2 separate regions of the Sus scrofa genome follow, and region 1 is linked to region 2. The links are chromatin contacts, called in public Hi-C maps. All regions are on one chromosome and are shown on one strand. The core of a region is the stretch at or near the end of the contact, and the rest is flanking DNA. Distances in the headings are between cores, read along the strand shown. Region 1 holds the start of ZC3H6 (zinc finger CCCH domain-containing protein 6). Region 2 holds the start of CHCHD5 (coiled-coil-helix-coiled-coil-helix domain-containing protein 5).

What was found. A called contact is a pair of places that touch in the nucleus more often than the background predicts.
Region 1: a Hi-C map of liver shows a contact between it and region 2, with 4 times the contacts expected there. The contact joins the promoter of ZC3H6 here to the promoter of CHCHD5 in region 2. A contact is called at or near these places in 6 of 47 Hi-C or Micro-C datasets (heart right ventricle, liver, skeletal muscle and 1 more) and 1 of 2 datasets of contacts at active chromatin or transcription factors (alveolar macrophages).

Annotation. Positions count from the first base shown.
Region 1 is chr3:44,146,063-44,151,445 of Sscrofa11.1, reverse strand. ZC3H6 (zinc finger CCCH domain-containing protein 6) reads left to right here and starts at 2,533. Exons shown (of 12, transcript XM_021087025.1): 1 at 2,533-2,997. The coding sequence starts at 2,966.
Region 2 is chr3:43,913,733-43,919,360 of Sscrofa11.1, reverse strand. CHCHD5 (coiled-coil-helix-coiled-coil-helix domain-containing protein 5) reads left to right here and starts at 3,611. Exons shown (of 4, transcript XM_021087024.1): 1 at 3,611-3,821; 2 at 4,875-5,015; 3 at 5,103-5,268. The coding sequence starts at 3,820. It overlaps LOC110259964 (a long non-coding RNA gene), which reads right to left and starts at 3,471. Exons shown (of 2, transcript XR_002342486.1): 1 at 3,117-3,471.

The DNA.
Region 1 (5,383 bases), core at 1,284-3,783, 230 kb before region 2:
TAGTGGTGCCTGGAGCAGGGTGGCAAGATAGGATTAACTGTAAATAGCCACTTAGGTTGATTGGATGTTTTAAAACTGAATGCTGCACAACTTGGTACACTTGCTAAAAATAATTTAAATGTACAGTTAAAAATGGGTGAATTTTATGGCCTATATCCATAAAGCTTTTAACAGCAACAACAACAATGGGAGAATGAGGAAGAAGAAGCAGGGCAAAAGTTCAAAATTACAAAGGGTTGTGCAGTGTCAATTTGATTAATCTGGCAGCTGGCAATTATGGAAGTCAGGACTCTATCCTCTGAATATGGCGTTGTCGTTGTCACGTGCTAAGAGTTCTGGAGTTCTCATGGTCCATATTTCATTGTTAAGTAAAATCTACTAGCTTGGAAACGGATAATCTGGTTTAATCTCTGTGATGAAAGCATGCCTTCTTAACCGAGGCAGTTAAAGAAAAGGAGAGGAATGCTGAGGTTTGCTTAGCCTTCAACTTAAATATTTTATCTGAACGTCTCTGAACACTTCTGGATTCTAAATACACAGTTTCAAAGGCACACGACCTCCTGCCCTGCATACCATCCACAGGGTCACTCCTTTTCTGTTACCCAAGGAAGAAGACCAGGATCTGAGGCTGTATTTCAGCTATCAAACTCATCTGGTGGTGCATATCAAGGGTTAGGAAGGAGGCTTTTCATCTAGAGAGAACTGTATTCATTGTTTCACAACGCAGCAAACCAAAGACCTTAGAGTGAGTTTGAAAGGGATCCCAAGGCCTCCAGATACAGCGGTCAGGGGAAACTTTAAGTGCAATAAGAGAACAGCCAACTGCTTACCTCAATGTCTTGGGAAGACTGCAGAGAAATGAACTCTCCTAATTAGTTACAGTAAGATCTAAGTAACATGGTTACAATAGAGACAAAGTACAGATTCTTGCAAAACTTCAAATGCAAATTATTGTTACTCTGGACAAAATATACCTGCTTTTGAAAGTTTCCTAGAAATGTAATGTATCCAAGTGTGGCAAGTGCCTGCAGAATTATTCATAGGTGTACAGCTCCTGTCAAGGGCTGCATTCAATTTAGAAAAAAATTGAATGCTGTTTTTCAATATACATATCCACATTTTTTTTTCTTTTTTTGCTATTTCTTTGGGGCCGCTCCCATGGCATATGGAGGTTCCCAGGCTAGGGGTCTCATCAGAGCTGTAGCCACCGGCCTACGCCAGAGCCACAGCAACGCGGGATCCGAGCCGCATCTGCAACCTACACCACAGTTCACAGCAACGCCAGATCATTAACCCGCTGAGCAAGGGCAGGGATCGAACCCTCAACCTCATTGTTCCTAGTCGGATTCGTTAACCACTGCGCCACGACGGGAACTCCAATATCCACATTTTTTTAATTTAAAATTTAATCTAGTTGCAATTGCTTCTAAACGTCCTGTGTCTATGCATCTACAAAATACATTTTCTCGAAAGTCAGATATTTGGGAGGATTAATTATTAATCCATCATGCTGATTTAAAAAAGGGACGTTGGAGTTCCCTTTGTGGCTCAGCAATTAACAAATCTGACTAGCATCCATGAAGATGCAGGTTTGATCCCTGGCCTCGCTCAGTAGGTTAAGGATCCGGTGTTGATGTGAGCTGTGGTGTAGGTCGCAGACACAGCTCAGATCTGGCGTTGCTGTGGCTGTGACGTAAGCTACAGCTCTGATTTGACCGCTAGCTTGGGAACCTCCATATGCCCAGGTTTTGGCCCTAAAAAGACAAAAAAAAAAAAAAAAAAAAAAAAAAAAGACATTCATTCAAAACTAAATGGGCCAAAATGTTGTCATTAAATTTTAGAAAAAAGATCACGTTTATAAGTGCAAAGAAATGTAATAGTTAGCTTTTATTTATAAAATATTCACATGTATTTTACATATAAAATGTAAATGTTTTTATGGAATAACTTAAAGCTCATATAATTCTTTTAGCAATTTTTCTTTCATTATTAATAACTGGGTAGATAAATTCAGTATTAAATATCAGAGTTACGTGCCAAGCTATTTTCCTCCAAACGTGATTCTGGGCATTAACCGTTACAGAAAACAAGATCCGCTACAACCTTGAAGGAGAAAGTACATTCCCCTACTATTTAAGCAACAAAGGTTTCTTTTTTTGTTTTTTGTTTTTTTTTGACTCTAGAGCCGTCTCACTGCTGTCCACATTTGCTAATGGCTTTGGGGGGGGGCCGTTTGTTTGGGTACGTCTGAAACCGCCCCCCCAATCTCTGGGAGGCGGCGTCTCGCAGGGAACACCGCGAGGCACCTCCGTAGGCGCGGAGGCACAGCGCGATCTCGCTGATCGCCTACCCCGCCCTAAACCACCCCCCGGCTCCGCCCGGCACAGCCTTCAGAGACTGCCTCCTCCGCCGCTTCACAGGAAAGCGTGGGAACCCGCCCCCGGGAGTGATGGACGGGCCTTCTCCTCCAATGGGAAGCGCGCTCGGCCCCGGCGGGCTGGGTAAGGGCCGCGGCACGCGGAGGAATCTCTTCTGCCCTTTAGTCCCGGGCTAGGTGTTGCGGCAGGCGCCATTTTATCGAGCCGCCGGTCTCGGGTGCCGCCATGTTGGTGAGGAGAAATCACCGTTACGGCCACTGTCCAAATCCCCGCGTCGGTGCACGCCGCCCGGCTGCTCCCAAGCCTCAGCCACCGGCGGCGAATAGAGACTAAAGCGGCAGCGCCGGCAGCGCGGGGCCGTGGCCCAGTGTTTGCAGTTAGAGCCCCACCTCTCTGGCGTGGTTGTTAATAGACTGGAAAGTCTGTGTCTGTGTCGCTCACTAGTAACCGTGAGTTTTTACCACTTCGTCACCTCTCGGCGGCGGCCGGGAGCAGGTACCCGCAGGCGGCGCAGGGAGCCTCCCCGCGCCCCGCCGCCGCCGGCCTCGCAGACCTGCCCTCCAGCCCCGCCCCGTTCTTGACCAAACATGACAGACTCTGAACATGCAGGGCACGACAGGTCGGGAACCCTTCTTGTCTGTCTTTCTGTCGGATGAGAGGAGGGGTCTGGGGCGGCGGGAGCGGGCCGGGGCCGCGCGCCTCCTGCATGACCTAGACGTCTCTGTGTGGCTCCATCCGTTCCATGACGTGCGCCCCGATGCAAAGCCCGGGCCCGCGGCCGCGGGGGAGGTCGGCCCGGCCGCGCCCGCCTCCCCGCGCGGGGTCCTTCCCGGCCGGCCCCGCCCCCGGCCGCACGTGCGAGCCCCGAGCCCCCCGCCTCTGGGCGGCTCTGTCGGCGCCGGGCGGCTTCCGCGGGCGGCTCGGGGCTGCGGTCCAGCCTGGGCTCGGAGGAAGCGGCTCCCGGTGCGGGGCCCGGCCCTCATGTCCCATGAGGACCCGCCAGGAATTTTCAGTAACTGGTGATTTGTTTGACTACTACCCTAGCACACTCCTAAGAATAAACATGCTTTGGGTTTGTTTTTGTTTTTGTTTGTTCTTTCTTAGGAAAATTTTAGGCAACCCCCAAAAGCCGTGTATTCGCACAGGCTTACCCCTAGCAATTTTGAAACGGCAAGTTTCAAATGTTACACAAAAGAGTTAGACTTTGCAGACCTTCGTGTACCACAGTTTTCTCCTAAAGTAAGGACTCCATGGATCATTCAGTCTAGCCCGGTTTTCTAAATACTATGTATCATTGGAAAATTTGAGATTCTGACTTTTTTATCTTTGCTATGCCTTAAGAGGCCCATTCTTAACTCCGTTTAATGATTTGGGCGTATTGACGTATTTTAAATAGCATAAATAGCATACTTAGGATTTGGTTAAAATTTTAATTTATAGTGCTAGCCATCTTAATCGTTAAAAAAAGAAAGGGTGGGCCTTCATTAAATTGCTGGGTCAAAATACATTGTATCTTATTCTTATTTAGAATGTTTAAAAATTCAGAACCTGTGCGTTACTCCCTTGCGAATGGAATTAATCAAAACATACCTTGTGCTCTAGGCTGTATACAAGTTGCTGGAGTTTTTACCTGTGCAGTAATGTGATCTGCTTTTGGTAAAGTATACAGAACACTTTTTTTTTTTTTTAAATCCAGAAGCAGATATAACAAACAGTACTAAAATTTGAAATGTTTTGGCACTTTTGGTACTGTAATAATAAATGTAGGTCTCTAGAAGACAAGTCAGTCAATTATATATGTAGTTTTTAGGAAATCAAAATGCTCTTTAAAAAAATTATAGGTGCATAAGCTTGCACTTAACACATTTTTCATGATTGTTTTACATTATCCTGTCCTTAAAATGAGAAAGTTCTTGGAACGGGTTAACTAATATCTTAAGAAGTTCCCTACTCTGAGTATTTGCGGACAAACCAATGATGGGGTTTTGCTCTTGAAGCCTAAGATTCACTTTTTGTGTAGAAGAAGGAAATCTGTTCTCTGTAGCAGAGTAACTTCAATAAGAATTATTCTACATAAGGAAGAAACTATGTTGCCAAATTCAGATATTGAATTAATTTTGCTAATAAAGAATTCTGATGCCAGATTTTAAAAATAATTTGGAATTTTAAAATATGGAATTAGAAATTAAAAAGAAAAAATTAAATCTTTGTAAAATTGCATTACCAGTTTAGTAGTAGAAACTAAAGGTTAAGCTGGAGAGTATTTAGTCTTTTTGTTTTATATTAGGATTATGAACCTAATATTTTCTAATGGTTTCTGAAACAAATTATCTGTTTCACACCTTTTTTGGTCAACTTGTATGAAAAACAAAACTATATTTAAACTCGTTGTGAACTAGGAGTCAGGAGAAATGGTTCTAGCTCCAGCTTTACCGCTTAGCTTTGTGAACTTGAGCAAACCTAGTTTCTCAGTAAGAGGGTTGTACAAGAATTTTTTGAGTTCTACAAGATCAGTGGTTCTCAGTCTTCTCTGGGGTGCTTTTTATAAAGTGTTGAAGTCATTTTCATTGGTCTGAGCCTCAGCCTGGATTTTAAGGGTTTTTTAAAAGCTCCTCAGGCAATTCTAATATGTACCAAATTTAGAACTACCGTACTGGATCAACATTAATCTTAGCTAATCATCAGAATCTCTTTGAGGAGTAAGGATTTTTATTCTGCCTAGAGCAACTGAATCAGAATCTATAGGGGGACTATTGTGGTAATCTATGTTTAATAGGCATCCTAGGTGATTTTAAAGAAATTTACAGAAAAGTGAACTAATCTGGGAATCCCCAAATATTCTGTACTTCCTATTACAGTTATTTTATACTGTAATAAAAGTTAATGTGAATTAGGTGGAGAAGATATATGAATTCTCGTATTTGGAGCCTCACATTGGCCCAGTGATACTCTTTTTCTGACATTTTTGAAAAGTAAGATATACTGTGTGAGTGCAGGAAAAAACT
Region 2 (5,628 bases), core at 2,362-4,861:
AAAAGGAGTTCCTGTTGTGGCTCAGTGGTTAATGAACCTGACTAGCATCCATGAGGATGAGGGTTCAATCCCTGGCATCACTCAGTGAGTTAAGGATCTGGCGTTACTGTGAGCTGTGGTGCAGGTTGCAGACGTAGCTCAGATCCCACATTGCTGTGGCTGTGGCATAGGCCGGCAAGTAGGGCTCCGATTTGATCCCTAGCCTGGGAACCTCCATATGCTGCTAGTGCAGCCCTAAAAGGCAAAAAGACCAAAAAAAAAAAAAACCCATGATTCAAAGAAGAAATTTCAAAAAAAATTTTTTTTAAAAATCAGAAAAATATTTTTGCTTGCTATGTGACCAGTTTATTATGGGAGGGTGTAACAGAGGAACAGCCAGAGGGAAAAGGTGCATAGGGCAAGGTGTAGGCAAAGGTCATGGAGCTTCCAAATCTCTGGTCATATGCAGCTGATTTAACCTCTGCCCACTTTCCTCTCCCCAGAAGTCAGGAGAGTGAAACCGGAAGTTCTAACCCTCTAATCACGGGGGGGGGGGGGGGGGGGGGGGTTCTCCTAGCAACCAGCCCCTTCCTCAGGTGTAGTCCAAACGTCACTTCATTAAACGTAACAAAAGACACCTGCATTGCTCTTGTGCCTTAGGAAACCCCAAGGATTTCAGCAGTAAAAACCAAGTACTGTTTATTATAACCACATCAACCTTCCCTGGTTGCTCTCTTAATACTTCCCAGATTGAGCATCCACTTTAGCATTCATCACTAATTTAGTTTTTATTTACTTTGATAACTGTCTAGCTCTTCTACTAGAATGTTAAGCTCCAGTCTGGCACTGTTGAAATAAAACTTTAGAGGTGCAGGAGTTCCCATTGTGGCTCAGTGGTAAGGAACCTGACTAGTATCCATGAGGATGCAGGTTCGATCCCTGGCCTTGCTTAGTGGGTTTAGGATCCAGCATTACTGTGAGCTGTGGTGTAGGTCAGCAGCTGCAGCTCCGATTCAACCCCTAGCCTGGAAACTTCCACATGCTGTGTGTGTGGCCCTGAAAAGACCAAAAAAAAAAAAAAAAAAAAAGCCACTATACTTCTAACTCTTACTCCTCCAGTGCACCCTTTACTATGGCGCTCCTAACTCCCTTTTCCCTTCTTTAAAAGAGCTCTCTTCTCCTTGCTCTCCTGGACTCGCACCTGGCTTGCCATGACTGCAGACCTGTTAATAGTGTTTCATTACTGATCCAGAATAAACCCTTTTGGGGGGCCATATTCAGTGCATGTGGAAGTTCCCAGGCCAGGGACTGAACCTAAGCCACAGTTGTGACCTGCACCACAGCTGTGGTAATGCCAGATCCTTAACCCGCTGGGCCACACAGGAACTTCACTAAATAAACCCATTTTTACTGGAGAAATAACTGGCAGCCTATATGTTTTAGGCCAACACAATAAACTGATAAGGCTAGAAAGAATACAAAATGCTCTATGCCAGGTGCTTTGCCTGTCTTCTCAGAAGAGCATCCTGAAACACCTATTACCAGAAAACGGAAACCCAGAGAGAAGTATTCTGTCCGAGATTTCAGGTTGAAATCCAGATTGGCTTCCCTCCAAACCCCATGGTCACCTAAGTCTTCCTCACATTTGATCCCTAGAGAGGAAGTCAGTCACACTTGTGGGTCACACACCAAAAGGCAACTAGAAATTTGGAGGCTTAAGTGTCTCATTCCCAAGGAGAACTGTCTCCCACTGGGATCTTCATCATACCTACTTACAAGCCCAGCTGTTTGAACCCCTTCCTTGCAGGAAGCATATTACCTGGACTTTGGGACAAAACTCAGAGGCAGGGCATGGGACAGGTTATGATTTCACTCTCCCAGGAGGGAAAAACCTGAGAATTTGGTCTACATTTGAAGCCAAAGAGAAGAGATGTTGATGCTGTTCCCTTCTCTCTCTTCTCCCATCAAAAACACACTGGGAAGTTTTTGCAGGAAGGAAGAAGACAAGGGCCCAGAGGTGAAAGCTTTCCTTCAATGTCCAGGGCTCCAAACCGACCTGTGTTATCTGAGGCAGGTTCCGATGGCCAATGGCACAATCACCAAATGTCAGTTGCCAACTAGGGCAGTTCAGGTCACAGCCTCCTGCGACGGTTCTTGCTTATCCCAAACTTGTGAGGGTCCAGGCTCCATACTAAACCTCCCACGTACACTACGTCTTATGTGAAGAATGTCACTGTCATCACCCCCATTTTACAGATGAGCATATGTTTAACGGAGCAGAACAGAGCCCTCTTCCTTCTCCACACGTCCTCCACCTGCCTCTTCTCCACAGAAAAACTTTAGCCTCCTGGGCCTTCCTCGAATTCCAAAGAGTCAATTTCAATCAGAGAAGTGAGAAAAATGCAAAAAGAAAGGAAAAGTGTCAAAAAGACAAGGTAATGATTGTTTAGGCATTAAAGTCAAAGACCTTTAGTTCTTCCTCAAAGGTTATATACCATACTTCAAGTCATGTCCTTTGAGCTATTTTGCAAATACTGAAACCCCCACCAGGTGGGAGAAATTAATTAATTGTACGCTGCCCACGAGCAGGTAGACCCCAAGCTGATTGTAACCAGAAGGTTGATGATGCTACCAATTACCTCACCACCAACCAATCAGAAGAATGTCTCGCCAGCTGATAGCCCCCCCCTCCCTCACTCTGTCTTTAAAAGCCTTTCCCTGAAACTCTTTGGGAAGTTTGAGCCTTTTGGACATTAGCTACCTGGGTTCTTGAGTGGTGCCAGCACTTTCAGTCACCACAACCAGGTGTCAGTAGCCTGGCTTTATGGAGGGGAGGTGGGAGCCAGCATCAGGACCCAATTTTTGTTCCTAATTTGCCCAAACAATTATCACTTGGTTACAAATGACTGACACCTGTTCCCCTATAATGCTGCGACAAACTACATTTTATGATCATTTTGGCTGGAGTCAGGGAAAACCTCTGCATACTAGACAGTACTGGTGCTCAGTTCTCTGACCAAGGGACAAATACGTGGAGCCAGACACTGGAAGACATGAGGAGGTGGAACCATCCCACCAGGAAGAATTACATGGAAGTAACTCCCCCATTGTGACACAGAGCTAAGATTAAAACTCACGTTCATGCTGGCTTCAGAGTTTATGCCCAGGGGTGGGGGACGCGGTCTGGGTAACCCATGCTGAGCAGTCAGGAGGTCCAGGCCTCCTCCTGGTCCAGCTTTTGGGGAGGCTGTTTCCCCGCCCCTCAGCCGCGCGCACACCACGGTCTGCAAGAGGCGAGCGAGCGCATGCGCAGAGTTGCATTAGGGATCCCGTTCCCTGCGGCCAGCAGCTGACAGCTAAAGCACTCAGCTGCTGCGCGCATCCGCGAACGGCTGCATTGATGAGAGCCCGCAGCAGCAACAGCCACTCTCCATCAGCTCCAGTCCGGCGACTAGGAGCGCGTGTGGCTGCGGCCAAATCCCTCAAAGAGCCACCCAAGTCAGCGCCGCACTCGCCTCGGCACCGAGGCGCCACTGTACGTCCCAGCACTTCCGGGGAATTCCCCGCACCGCCCACGTAGGCCGGAAGGGCCTAAAATACCCGAGCCAGCTAGGGACGGAAGTGGCTACGCAGGGCGCCGCCATGACAGGCCCCGGACCTGAGGAGAGGCAGGGCGCCGCCATGACAGATTGGGCCTAAAGGGAGCGGGCCTGCTAGTCCGCTCTGCAACCGGAAAAATCGAAATAAGGAGGGCTTAGCTGGGCGCCGCCATGACAACCTGATACCGGAAAAGGCGGAGCGCTCCTTCCCCATTGATCCTCCTTCGGCCTCGGCCTCAAGATGTGAGTAGCGGGAGCGCCTACCCTGTACCTGCCCCCGCACTCCTTCTCTTTCCCCAGTGATCTGGACTTAGGCCAAGATTCCGGGAAGAATTGGCTTCTCTGTTCCCGGGTCCGAGCCTCGTGATTCAGCGCATTCCCTTGCGAGCTCCAGTTCTCGTGTTCAAGCCTCGCCCTCTGAGCGTTTAGGTTCCACCCCTTCTTTGGGTGCTAACGAAGGACTTTTAGATCCAGTCTCTCTGTGCTCAAGTTTTGCCCCGAAAACCCTGGGTCTTGTCCTCACCCTGCAACCCTACGATTCCAGACTTGTCTCAGGGCCTCCAGGACTCCCAGATCCGTCCTTAGAGCTCCAAGTTCCTCTCCTTGGCTCATCTAACTTTACCATTTGAACCTTCCAAATCTGTCCTTTGCCTCAGACCTCACCTATAAGGCCCACAGACTTGTTCCTAGATGCCTCTGATCTCACTCTGGATTTTCAGATCTTGTCTCCCCAATTTGAAGAGCTTATTTGTGGGACACTTAAGATTTACCCTAGACCCCCAAACCGCCCCAGGGCCTCAAGTCTCACTTTTCAGTACCCAATCCTCTGGCCCCATTTCGAAGACAGTCTGGTCAAGAGACCCTTCCCCAGGACCTAAGACCTCACCCCTTGCACCTCTAAACCTCACTTTTAGGGCTTTCAAACTCATTTAGGGCTTCCAGGTTCTCTCCAGGAACTCTAGGTGTTAATTCTAAGGCCCTACGAGCTTTTCTGCATGATCCCCAGGTAGAAACTAGAGAATGCTAGAACTCTAAAACCTGCCGTCCAGGACCTTCAAAGTCTGCTTCAGAATAATCAGACCTTTTTTTTCAGAACTTCCACTATCTCCCCTGAAGCTCTGAGCCTACTCCACAACCTCCAAGGCTCATGCCTTACCTCTCTAGCTCCTTGGCCCTATCCCAGGATCCTTCAGGCTCTCAGATTTGTCCAAGATGCCAGTCCCACCCTAGACTCAGATCAGAACTCCATCTCTTGCCTGCTGCCTGCAGTTACCCTCAGTCTGTCCTGTCTCACAGGCAAGCGGCCCTGGAGGTCACTGCCCGCTACTGCAGCCGAGAGCTGGAGCAGTATGGCCAGTGTGTGGCAGCCAAGCCTGAGTCATGGCAACGGGACTGTCATCACCTTAAGATGAGCATCTCTCAGTGCACGTCCTCCCAGTGAGTGTGGGCAAGTACAGGGCAGTGGGGGGTGGGTGGACATCGGAGTGGAAGTCTCTCTGAGCCTGAAATGCCCTGCCCTCGCAGCCCAATCATCCGTCAGATCCGCCAGGCCTGTGCAGAGCCTTTTGAGGCCTTTGAGGAGTGTCTCCGGCAGAATGAGGCAGCCGTGAGCAACTGCGCAGAGCATGTACGCCGCTTCTTGCAGTGTGCTGAACAGGTGCAGCCGACACACTCGCCCTCAACCACGCAGGTAAGTTAGGGGCTTGGCAGTTCATCCCACTCCTTTAGCCTCTGGTCACTCAGAGTAAAAATCTTGGAGGCATCCTTAGCTTCACACACACCTTCCCCATGCATCCCGAATCCAGAACATCAGACCATGGTCCCCTGTTGCCCCATCCACAGCCCCTGCTTTAGTCCAGCCATCTCCCCCACCCCTCCACTGCCAGGACACCTGCTCCAGGCTTCTTCCTGGTCTCCCTGAATCCTCTCTTACCATGCTGCCATGCAGTGGCCAGAGAGAGGGTTAAGGAACTGAAAACTGAAGTTCCCATCATGGCTTAGTGGAAGCGAATCCAACTGGGAACCATGAGGTTTCAGGTTTGATTCCTGG